2 separate regions of the Bicyclus anynana genome follow, and region 2 is linked to region 1. A link is a contact called in public Hi-C data. All regions are on one chromosome and are shown on one strand. Each heading gives the region's core, a stretch centred on a gene start, on an enhancer-like site or on the middle of the called end of the contact. The rest is flanking DNA. Distances are from core to core; before and after follow the strand shown. Region 1 overlaps LOC112047665 (zinc finger SWIM domain-containing protein 4). Region 2 holds the start of LOC112047665 (zinc finger SWIM domain-containing protein 4).

The links. Hi-C and Micro-C count contacts between places; a contact is called where the count stands out from the background.
Region 2: a contact with region 1 is called in a Hi-C map of whole body, with 3 times the contacts expected there. The contact joins the promoter of LOC112047665 here to the enhancer-like site in region 1. A contact is called at or near these places in 2 of 2 Hi-C or Micro-C datasets (whole body and whole larva).

What each region holds. Positions count from the first base shown.
Region 1 is chr20:12,396,508-12,402,056 of ilBicAnyn1.1, forward strand. The region is part of intron 1 of LOC112047665 (zinc finger SWIM domain-containing protein 4); the gene reads right to left. Among protein-coding and RNA genes, the nearest start is that of LOC112047666, 25 kb to the left of the region's middle. Within about 2 kb of position 2,969, at least 8 of the 8 cell types and tissues checked have open chromatin away from gene starts, as enhancers often do.
Region 2 is chr20:12,473,943-12,479,491 of ilBicAnyn1.1, forward strand. It overlaps LOC112047665 (zinc finger SWIM domain-containing protein 4), which reads right to left and starts at 2,236. Exons shown (of 22, transcript XM_052887670.1): 1 at 1,895-2,236. The coding sequence starts at 2,192.

The sequences.
Region 1 (5,549 bases), core at 1,719-4,218:
TTTCTTTGACGAAACCAAATAAATCTGAAGATCTCATGCAACGTGAATAGAAACTAAATTACTAGATACCTACGTCCGATCATTACCTTTACCATCTACATCTACCGACCACCTGCATATATATCAATTTATTTATTTATTTGCATGTTTCTGCAAATAAATAAATTGATTGATAGATTGATCAAAATAAATCAAATGTGAATGCTGAATGCTCCTTTGCCCAACGTATAGCGATAAGGAATTGTGCAATTCATTAAGAAGAGATTTTGCCCAAAACCAAAGAGTAAAATAACGTAAACAAATCTAAAAACTAAAATTAGTAATAACAGGAATTCAGTTATGATTGGATATTTTGTAAATACGCCATTAAAATCATGGCCAGTTTACAAAATGGCCGTCGATAATAGAATTTTAACGAGCCACGCTAAAAATTATGGCGGCCAGGTAATCGCTCGTGTATCCTGTTTTTGAATGCTTTGCGAATGGTTGAAGCACACGGCGGTCTATATTTACCACGTGAGGACCAGGGGCTTGCACAAGGCTTTCAACTACGGTAGTCGGTGTTCACTTAACGTACAATTGTACAAAATGGAAAATCCTCTCTCGTTCGTCTTCAGGTTCACTTCTATGAAATGCACGCCAAATTGAGTACAGATACGATTCGTTTACGATTTTATAATAATTACGAGTATACGAATAACGAGCTATGTTAGGAGTATATCTTCGTGATCGAATCAGAATTGTGGAAATCCGCAGAAGAACGCAAATTCATCGACATAGCTCAACGAGTTGCGAAGCTGAAGTGGCAATGGGCGGGGCACATAGTTCGAAGAGCCGATGGACGTTGGGGTCCCAAAGTGCTGGAATGGCGATCCCGCACTAGTAAGCGCAGTGTTGGCCGACCCCCCCACCAGGTGGACTGACGACATCAAGCGAGTCGCAGGGATTCGCTGGATGCAGGTGGCCCAGTATCGTGATGTTTGGAAGTCCCTACAAAAGGCCTATGTCCTGCAGTGGACGTCCATCGGCTGATATGATGATGATGATGATGATGACGAGTATACGTAATGATAAGGTAAAACAGCGTGAGAAATTAGTTCTCTATGTGTGTGATGTCTGTCAATCTGCATTCGGCCAGCGTGGTAGACTATTAGCATAACCCCACTCTGTCTGACAGGAGACTCGAGCTCAAAAGTGAGCCGATTATTGGTTGTTAGTAGTACTGGTGATTCCGTTTGATGATTACCGAATAAATAGTAAAATATTGTTAACGAATCGATATTCAACCACCAAAGTCAGAACCACTGCAGCTTATAATGCTAGCCATCCACCATCCGTTAAGCTCACATGCCTGCAGCGTTAACGGCTTGACATCCGATAAAGCTGATCATGTGTTGGTCGGTGCATGACGTCATGCAGATTGTGAGCAATTGTATCGGATGTCAAGCCGATAGCGCTGCAGGCATTTGGGCTTATTGGATGGTGGGTGGCTATTATAAGATACTAATTATGTTCTGTGTGCCTTACCACAAGCTCTTAAATACGTAGCGATTCCATAATGTTTCTACATTTATTAGTTAGGTTTGTTTCGTATAGCGATCTTGGACATCATCGACCATTTCATTCACTCAATTCGTACATTAAGGTAACATTATTTACGCCCTTAAATAAAATGGATACTTGATGGTTTTTTTTAAAGTTCGTGGTTAGCCCCAGACGAATTTCATTACATATTTCAAATGTAAACCGTTTCATTGTACTAAATTTAAAAAAAAATACAACTAACCTACCAATTTGTAAAGAATTACCTCACGACTGATTTAACTCCTTTGCAATCGCTATTTCGAATAAAAGTAAATCAGTCAGTTAGAAATCGCAGGAAATCACGATCGAAACTCAATTTAGTGCTCATTGAGTTCCGTGGAGATGGAAACGTATTGGCACTCGAGAAAAAGAAGTTTTTTTGATGAGAAAAAAGAGAAAAAAAAAAGTAAAAAACGCGACCGCGTTACTACAGCGTTACGTTGTTTTTACACCCTACGACGTTTAATGTCGTAATCGTAAAAGAATGATGACACTGTTTTGTTAATTGACTAACTGTAAAAAGTACCTAACCATTACTTCTGTAAATTCTATTAAAAATTTACAGTTTTTTACTCTTATCATTCAATTTGAATAGCGTTGTTATTACAATGGGACGATTTGAATAGAATTGTGTTATAGTAATCGGTGTTGCCAATGCGCTTCTGTTACAGAATGTATTGTAGACTTGCAGAACCTCGTGCTTTCACCCGCGTAGTTCCCATTCCCATGAGAATACAGGGATGAAACATACTTTATTATTCACTGACAATATAGCTCTATATTACTAAAAGATTTTTTTTAATCAGTCTAGTAGTTTTTGAGTTTATTAATTACATATAAATGTACAAATCTTTTTCTAATGCTTGTTTGATTAATTTTTTTACTAGGTAATATAGTTATTACCTAGTAAATTGAATTAAAGATAGTCTAGTATCTAGACTGTCTGATGATACAAATGATGATGAAACCTACTAGTAGCAGTAGACTCTAAGTAGTAGGTTTCATCATAATTATCAGCCTATTTTAACGGACAACTAAAAGGTCAGGTGAGGAGGAGAAAGTTACAGGAGAGGAGAGCTATCGGCTGTCAAGCAGCATCGTCAGTGGTTGACTTAAGATGGAAGATGGACTAACGGGTTAGGAGATGGATGAAAATCCTTTCGGTTTCTACACGACATCATGCTCTTCTTAATCCCACTACGTTACTTCAATGCAAATGCAATGCAACAAAACATACAATAGCATAATATCGTATCGCAGTCGTATCGTTATCGTCTAATAACAAAATCCCATTTCCAATTCGTTATCGGCCCAGGCACGTCCAATGCAGCTGATCATACACGGTACATAAACATTGCAAAATAAACCGTACGTGTAACTGCACAAAGTTGAAAATAGATTAACGTAGAACCACAATACGCTGCAGTGTAATGTGTTTTATAAATGAACTCTATGATGAAGGGCGTAAGGGTGGGAATGGTTTAAAGCAAGGGGTATGTCAAATCGTGATGGTTCACAGTTGATGCGGATCGACGAGATTCAATCGACGATAATGCTTTGATTAGTTGCTTTTACAGCTGTATATGTAGGTACCCAAGGCATTATTACTTGCATAGGTTCTGCTTTACGTTTGGTAGAGATCGTATAAACTAAAAGGGAATACTCAAATCCATATACAGGATGTCCCGTAATTAATGAATAAAACGCAAATGGTAGATACACCTAGTTATCGAAAACTAATTTGAATAGTTTTCAAAAAATCTCTAGGGTGACCTAATTATAGATTTTTTCGGATTATTAATTTTTTTCTATCTTGAATTAGTTTTTTCAAGGCTGCCGTAATTAAGTTATTAAAGATCTGATTTTTGTTAAACACTATGGAATAATTTTACCAATATGATACTATTTTTTAAAATAATATTTTATTTGTTTTGTAGAAGAAGCTTTGAGTGCATTACATTTTATTTACAGATGACCCGATTAAAAAAAAATTGTCCTGTAAAAAAATGTATGGAACTGAAGTGTACTATTATTTTAAAAACTTGTACACTTATTGAGGTTTGTAAATTGGTATAAAACTTGTGTCTAATCTTTGTAGTTACAAAGTTGCTATGGATTTTTCAAAAACTATTCAAATTAGTTGTAGATAATTAGGTGGTATATTTACCATTTGCGTTTTATCCATTAATTACAGAACATACACCAAAGACTTTATACTATTAGACGATTTAGCGAGTCGAAACTGTAGCTAAGAAAGGTGGTTATTTGTCTTAATTTTCCAGGTTTGTTCTGTGAGCATACATGTCTTTGCGAAAAAAAAATCAGTAACAGAAATCAAGCAATTCATTAGCAGCAAGAAAATAGATTTTCTTACTGCTAATGGCGAGTTAATCACAAAAAAACTTTTAACGTTCAACTCTTGTACCTTAAAACACGTCGGTTTGATCCGCAATTCAAACTGACGGTAAACTGTACGTGTGAAGGCCACATTATGGAACTAGCGATAGAGTTCTAGTCCTATACGCGTAGCACAGTGAATTTTTAATCTCCCTAAACTAGTTGCGCGGGCGGGTGAGTTTTTTGACGCGAATAGTAATTGGATGCGGGCTCGGTGTGTTTTAATAATGGATTCGGCAAATATTGGATTACTATCGGCTCCACAGGAACGGAATAACATTATCGAATCCCGCAGTGTGTTTGTTTATTTTTGTTTAAAATTTAACAAGCAGATGGCCGCATTTTTATTTAAGTATTTATTTTGAAACAATCATAAAATAGACAATACACTGCCGAAGAAGTAAACATTTGAGAATACGGGGATTATAACCTATGACAGACACACAAATGTGACTTTCTAGTGGTGAAAGAATTTTCAAAATCAGTTTAGTAGATCCAGAGATTACCCCCTTACAGTACCACAAACTTTATCTCTTTATAATATTTTCTATTATATTCTTTAATATTTTCATACCTACTAAATCTATTGAAATTTAGTAGGTATGAAAGTAGGTCGTAAAGATCGAGAAAAGAAGAAAGATTAAACCAAACAACGTGAAATCTCGAAAATTACAATTTTACAGAAGCCTTTAACTTTCAAAAAAAATTCGTGTGAAAAACATGAAAATTTTGACGCGATAACTATTTTAATGTTAAAATAATAGCTTCCTATAAAATGTGTTTTTCGAGTTACAATGGTCTATACAAGGATCAAACCGATGATCTCTCATTAACTCGGACCTCTTATGTCAACCACTGACAATCAAGTAAACTGATCGTGTGTTGGTCATGCCGATCACGACCAACACACGATTTTTTATCACACGACAGTTTTATCGTCTGTCAAGCCGTCAGCGCTGCAGGCATATGGGCTAATCAGATGGTGAGTGGCTAGCTTTAACTGTGGAGGCTGTTGAGGCTTATACAATATACATTTTTCAATTGCCTAAACCTTGATTTATGTATCTAACTCGATTTCACCAAAACCGGTAGAATTATGTGTGAATTATGCCCACCCAGCCAAATATAAGCGAGAAAGCGGACTTTATTTATTTAAATTTGTGATTAGTGTGACACCAACTTTCTAAAAACGTAATGTTGCAACGAACTACAAACACAATTACATACAAATTATGTTATTTATGTATAACAAAAAGGATTACATAATATTATTATCATCATTATCAGCCATAGATTAATTATTATTAGCCCATATTTGGCTCACTATTGAGAACGCGTCTCCTCTCAAAATGAGAGGGGTTAGGGGTTAGTCCACCACACTAGCCCAATGCGGATTGGCAGACTTCACACACGTAGAATTAAGAAAAGTATGCAGGTTTCCTCACGATGTTTTTTCTTCACCGTTTAAGACGTTGTAGGTGCAGGCCTGGATTCGAACCTCCGAATTGAAGGCAGAGGTTATATCCACTGGGCTATCACGGCTTTCAATAATAGAAGAAGGTATTTGG
Region 2 (5,549 bases), core at 986-3,485, 77 kb after region 1:
TATAGTACTTACGCTTCAAGAAAATATACTATATTACAGAATAAGTGAACAAAAATATGTTAATTTTCATTAAAATTTGTTTGGATTTGTTGCATTTTTCAAGATTTTTGGCTAAAATAAGAGTGTCATACCTATTATACGCTTTTTCACATGTAATTTTGAAATTATTGATAACTAAAAGCTCGTTTTATTCGTTTGCTTAAAATACAAAACTCGATAAAACGGTATTGCATCTGTCGAAAACTAATGTATAACAGATTCAAAATAAAAGATTTGTTTGTTAGATTTCAGTGTTGAAAATATAGTATTTTTGCGTACTATACTCGTACATTTCTTCATGTAGTACGCAATCCATTCGAGTATAGTACCTACAATACTCTATATTACTTATATTATAGTAAGGTTGGCAACCCTAGTCCCGTTAACCTGTGCTAGCAACTATGGTGATATGGACTGACAAACTTAGTCTTGGCCATATCGAGATCTATGATCTCTCATTCAAAGACTAACTTTGGCAAGCATAATAACATTCAAACATAAAAACTATTTAAAGCCAAATTAAACCACTCAGCGGCTTCTTTTGTTTTTTTACTAGTGTCCCTATCCCTAGTATATCGCTTACCATATAGTTTTATAACCAGGATTCTACGATTGTAAAGCAATTGAGTGTTTCTAAATAAATATTTCTTATTCTACCACAGAATTATTTAACACCACCAATATAGATATAACAATGCAGTTAGGAATGCATCAACATCATAGTTCCTTTAAGTTATGATGGTGCAGAAACGACTTTATGGTGACTATTGTAAAAGTTTTACTGATTTCTGTCCTTTGTTGTTATTTAAAATGGGATTTCTTTCTCAGAGGAATTAACTAAATCCTCTATGATTTCTTCAGACTATTGTAATCTCAATAATCCTATGAAGTAAGTAATTCCTACAAATCAATAAATTTTGTTTGATTTTATAATACGGATAAGTCATCCATTTTGATATGCATATCTGGATATTAATTAATCCCACGGTCCATAGCGTGTTTACATCTAGTGGGCGGGCTCTAATGGTGGATTGTGAATCATATACGGCTGTGGGAATCGAAGTAACGTTTATCGAAGTTAAGTAGAACGATCGTATCTGATTCGCTATCTGGAGAGGTTGGAAGATAGCCAGCCTAAAACGAGACACTGCGGTGTTCCATAACTCCTATCGCATTAGGGGCTTACGGAGCCGACGTTACGGCCAAATGTGGCGTCCGCCGCCCGAAACGGCCACAAATGACCAGTAATCGCCATCTTGATGCCAGATAAGCACAAATGAATATGTAACGCGGTCCTCCCACGCCCGCCGCATTAAAGCCGGGCATGGCCTGACCCTATGGAAATAAAACCGGCAATTAATATTGTTTATTCGCGTCCGTTAGTCACTGCGGGGACATTAACAACTGCGTCTGTGAGCTAATGGGCCCGAGCCTGCGCCCGGCAGAATCCAGTTGTGTAATTCCCTACGTAACGGGACATCCAGTTATGGTAATCGTAGCCGAATTTCACGAGCGTGTCGTGAAAGTAGATTCGAATTTCGAATCGCGCCGATCGGAGGAAGTTAACCGGTGCATTCGCGAGACAGAGCACTCGAGTTAATGAATTCCGATTAAACGCTCGCCGTGATTTCCTGCGCCGCAGAGGGCAGACCGCTCCGACGAGTTCCGCAGGTAATCGAGCCGATCGCTAGAGCTCGCGGTCAGCGGAACTCGCCTCCGGAGCCCTAATCTCGGTCGACGCATGAATAATTCCCGCTAGGAGCCGTATCGATCGCACACGTCGAGGTTTTTATTTATACGGCTCGGGTGGGCGAGGCGCGTATTAGTAAACAGGCGCGTGCGCGCTGGCACTCACCGACTTGCAGCACGCTCTCCACACAGCCGGCTTCCAGCAGCTTGAGGCCGCGGCAGAAGGCGAGGCTGCGGTGGTCGTCGGGCGGCGCGCGCGCCAGCGACGAGTACATGCATATGTCGCGCTCGTCCCGCGGGAACGACCAGTACACGACGCGCCGCTGCACCGGCTCCGGGATACGCTCATAGCGTTCCTCGATGCGCTGGAAGGGGATCGCGGACGCGACTATCTTCGCCGTGATGTCGAGAAGAGTCGGCGGGGCGCGCGGCCGACAGCACGCGCGCGGCGCACACGTCGACATGACGCTCGCTCGGCCGCTCGGCGCGGACTGACTGACGTGCGGCCGCCCCACCGCCCCCTCGCCCCTCGGCGATGCCCCTCCCGCACCCGGGGGAGTGCCCCCCGCGGGGATGCGCGCCCTAAATCGACACACTCCGATAAATTATTCATTTGGCAGGCATAATGTGCGATATATTATTAAAAGTTGACATTTTTGTTTTGTTCTTCGATGCTGAAATTACGCATAAAATCGACCGCCTTTCCATATCGTTCGTTATAACTTAATGCCGATCAGACGTTCGCAGATAACCATACGGTAGTTATCTGAAAATTATGACCGCGGCGTGATACATTTATAATTTCATGTTTTTCTTGGTATTAGTTATTTGCTTCCCGTTTGATTTCATTTTATGCGTCGTATCATGATACTCTTTCGAGCTCTAGTAGGTAAGAAACTGTAATGGCACAATACATTTCGAGTTGACATAAAAAATAATGGCACAAAAAGCAGGATCCTAATCCATTCGGGTCTTACCTCCTCACATTACACAAACGAAGGGGAAAGGCGGGTGGGGGTTACATTAACAGCTGATGGCGAAGGGGGGCGGGCGGCGGCGGCGCGGGGAGGGGGACCGCGACGTCAGGTGGCCGACGCACAGCTGAGATTCGACGATGCAGCGCTTCAGCGGCTGGATTGTCAAGAACGTACAATGACCTTTATTTGTTTATAATTTTTTTTGAGCTAATGTAATATTGCGGTGGTGTTTGTTCAGCAGGTAGTGCGCGCTGTCCAGTGCATCACGCAGGTAAACAGCGCTTCTTTGCTGTTTATTGTTTATTACTTCTTACTATTTAAGGATTAGAGATTTACAAATGTAGGTATATACTTAAATACTCGTTATATACATAGGTAGGTAGCAATATAAAAAAAAAATTGTATATTTAGCTTAGTTTTCATGATCATAATTCATATTTGGCTCACTGCTGAGCTCGAGTCTCCTCTCAATAGTAGTCTCTCTCAGTAGTCTGCCCATCCGCATTGGGCCAGTGTGGTGAACTATTGGCCTAACTCCTGACATTCTGAGAGGGGACTCGAGCTCAGCTTAGTTTTGCTAGTGGAAAAATATTCGAAGAGTTATGCTAATTGTAATGTTGTCATCAATTGTAATTATAATATTATTGTATGATTTTTTTAAAAGAGCAACTGTTGAGTTTCTTGCCGGTTTCTTCTCAGCAGAATCTGCCTTCCGAACCGGTGGTAGAATCTTTACAATTAGTCAACTGACGTATCAAAAGTGCTTGTATACTGAGCCTACTTGAAATAAATGAATTTTTGATTTTGATTTTGATTTAATAACCAATATTCTGTGCAAATTACGAAGTCATCCTAGTTATACTTATGATCAATATAAGTACATATAGCTACTTACTGAGTTACTGACCTACCTAATAAAAAGCTTGTAGGTACAAAAATAAACTTAATAGGTATAAATAAACGACATCTTGCACCGAAACAAAGGAAAAAATTGTCTACGTCAAGTTTTTGCATGTTGCATTGTTTTTAGGGTTCCGCAGTTAACCAGTCTGTCTGTCCGTTTGTCAGCAGATTAACTCAGAACTCTCTTTCTTAGTATGTAAGTACTTAAAATCTCTGATTTTTCATGTATATCATCAAGCAACAAGCATGACAGCAAATTGGTAAAATATAAGATCTTTCTAACAAAAAACTTCGACCACCATCAAATTCACAAAAATAAACAAAAAAGCGAAAATAACATCGTATGTGCTACCTTCTGATCACTTTGAAGGCGGTGCCACGCTAGTGGCGTATAAATTTAATTCGTTTCTAAAAGAACTGGAAAGAATTGTCTGAAAATCCTAAAACTTAATGATTTAGACGGCTTTAGTTAAAGCATCACAGCTTCCTAAGTGTCTTCATGTCATTAAATAAAAAAATGTTTGACGGCCTCCGTGGCGCAGTGGAATGCGTGGTATTTTACAAGACGGAGGTTCTGGGCTCGATCCCCGGCTGGGCTGATTTCTTAAAGGTCTGGCTAGTGGGAGGCTTCGGCCGTGGCTAGTTACCACCCTACCGGTAAAGACCGCCAAGCGATTTAGCGTTCCAGTACGATGTCGTGTAGAAGCCGTGAATTTTCATCCTCCTAATAAATTGGCTACCTTCCCATCTTAGATTGCATCATCACTTAGCACCAGGTAAGCAGGGCAAACGTGTAAAAAAAAAGTATTCAAAATTAAATTAGTCCTTGACTGCGAGACTCATCTGTTTATAAGAGGCCGTACAGACTACTTTAGTATTTCAGTGGAGTGCGAACAATTTTTGGATTCACTTCCCACACATTGGGAAGTGAATCCAAAAATTGTTCGTACTCGACTAAAATACTAAAGTAGTCCAACCTAGGCATAAGTGACGACGCAGTCTAACAGTGCTATTCATAGACGTTGTAAGGGAACCCCCAGGGAAGCATTCACCCGCTGATTGTCAAATTTTTAAACAAATAGAGGTTAAAAAGACACTCAGCGGCTGAATGATCCCCTGGGGGTGCCTCTACATAGTCTATGAATTGCAATTCTATCCATACCTCTGACGGTTTCTACTCGGTATCATACCGGAAGGTTATCGCTTGGCGGTACGTCTTTACTCTTTAGTTTCGTAATGCGTCCTCAGGTAGGTATGCGTATTTTAACACTTTGCATCCATAAAGGTACGCCGCTAAAAAAATTAAAAAAATTTCAAATTTAATAAATAGCCTCCTATCAGTGCCTGAAGACAAAAGTCTTCGAATAGACTTGGTCGCTAACTATGGGTCTCATAAGAAAGCTCAGAGCCACACAGCAGGCGATGGAACGAGCTATGTTAGTAGTATCTCTGTGTGATCGAATCAGAAATGAGGAGATCCGTAGAAGAATTAGAGTCATCGACTTAGCTCAACGTGTCGCAAAGCTGAAGAGGCAATGGGCGGAGCACATAGCTCGAAGAGTTGATGGCCGTTGGGGTTCCAAGGTGCTGGAATGGCGACCCTGCACCAGAAAGCGCAGTGTTGGTCGACCCTCCACCAGGTGGGCTGACTACATCAAACGAGTCGCAGGTATCCGCTGGATGCAGGCAGCTCAGTATCGTGATGTTTGGAAGTCCCTACAATAGGCCAATGTCCTGCAGTGGACGTCCATCGGTTGGCATGATGTTGATGGCAGTGGCGTAAATCCCGAAAAACCTGTTTAGTTTTTGATTAATCCCTAACTCGTCGTTCACTATAAAGTAAAATTAGTAACATACTCGTATTAGGGAGTATTAGTTAGGTACGAGATGTTGTGGATAATATTTTACAAATTTTCTCACATAAGGGGCCCCTGTAGTCCG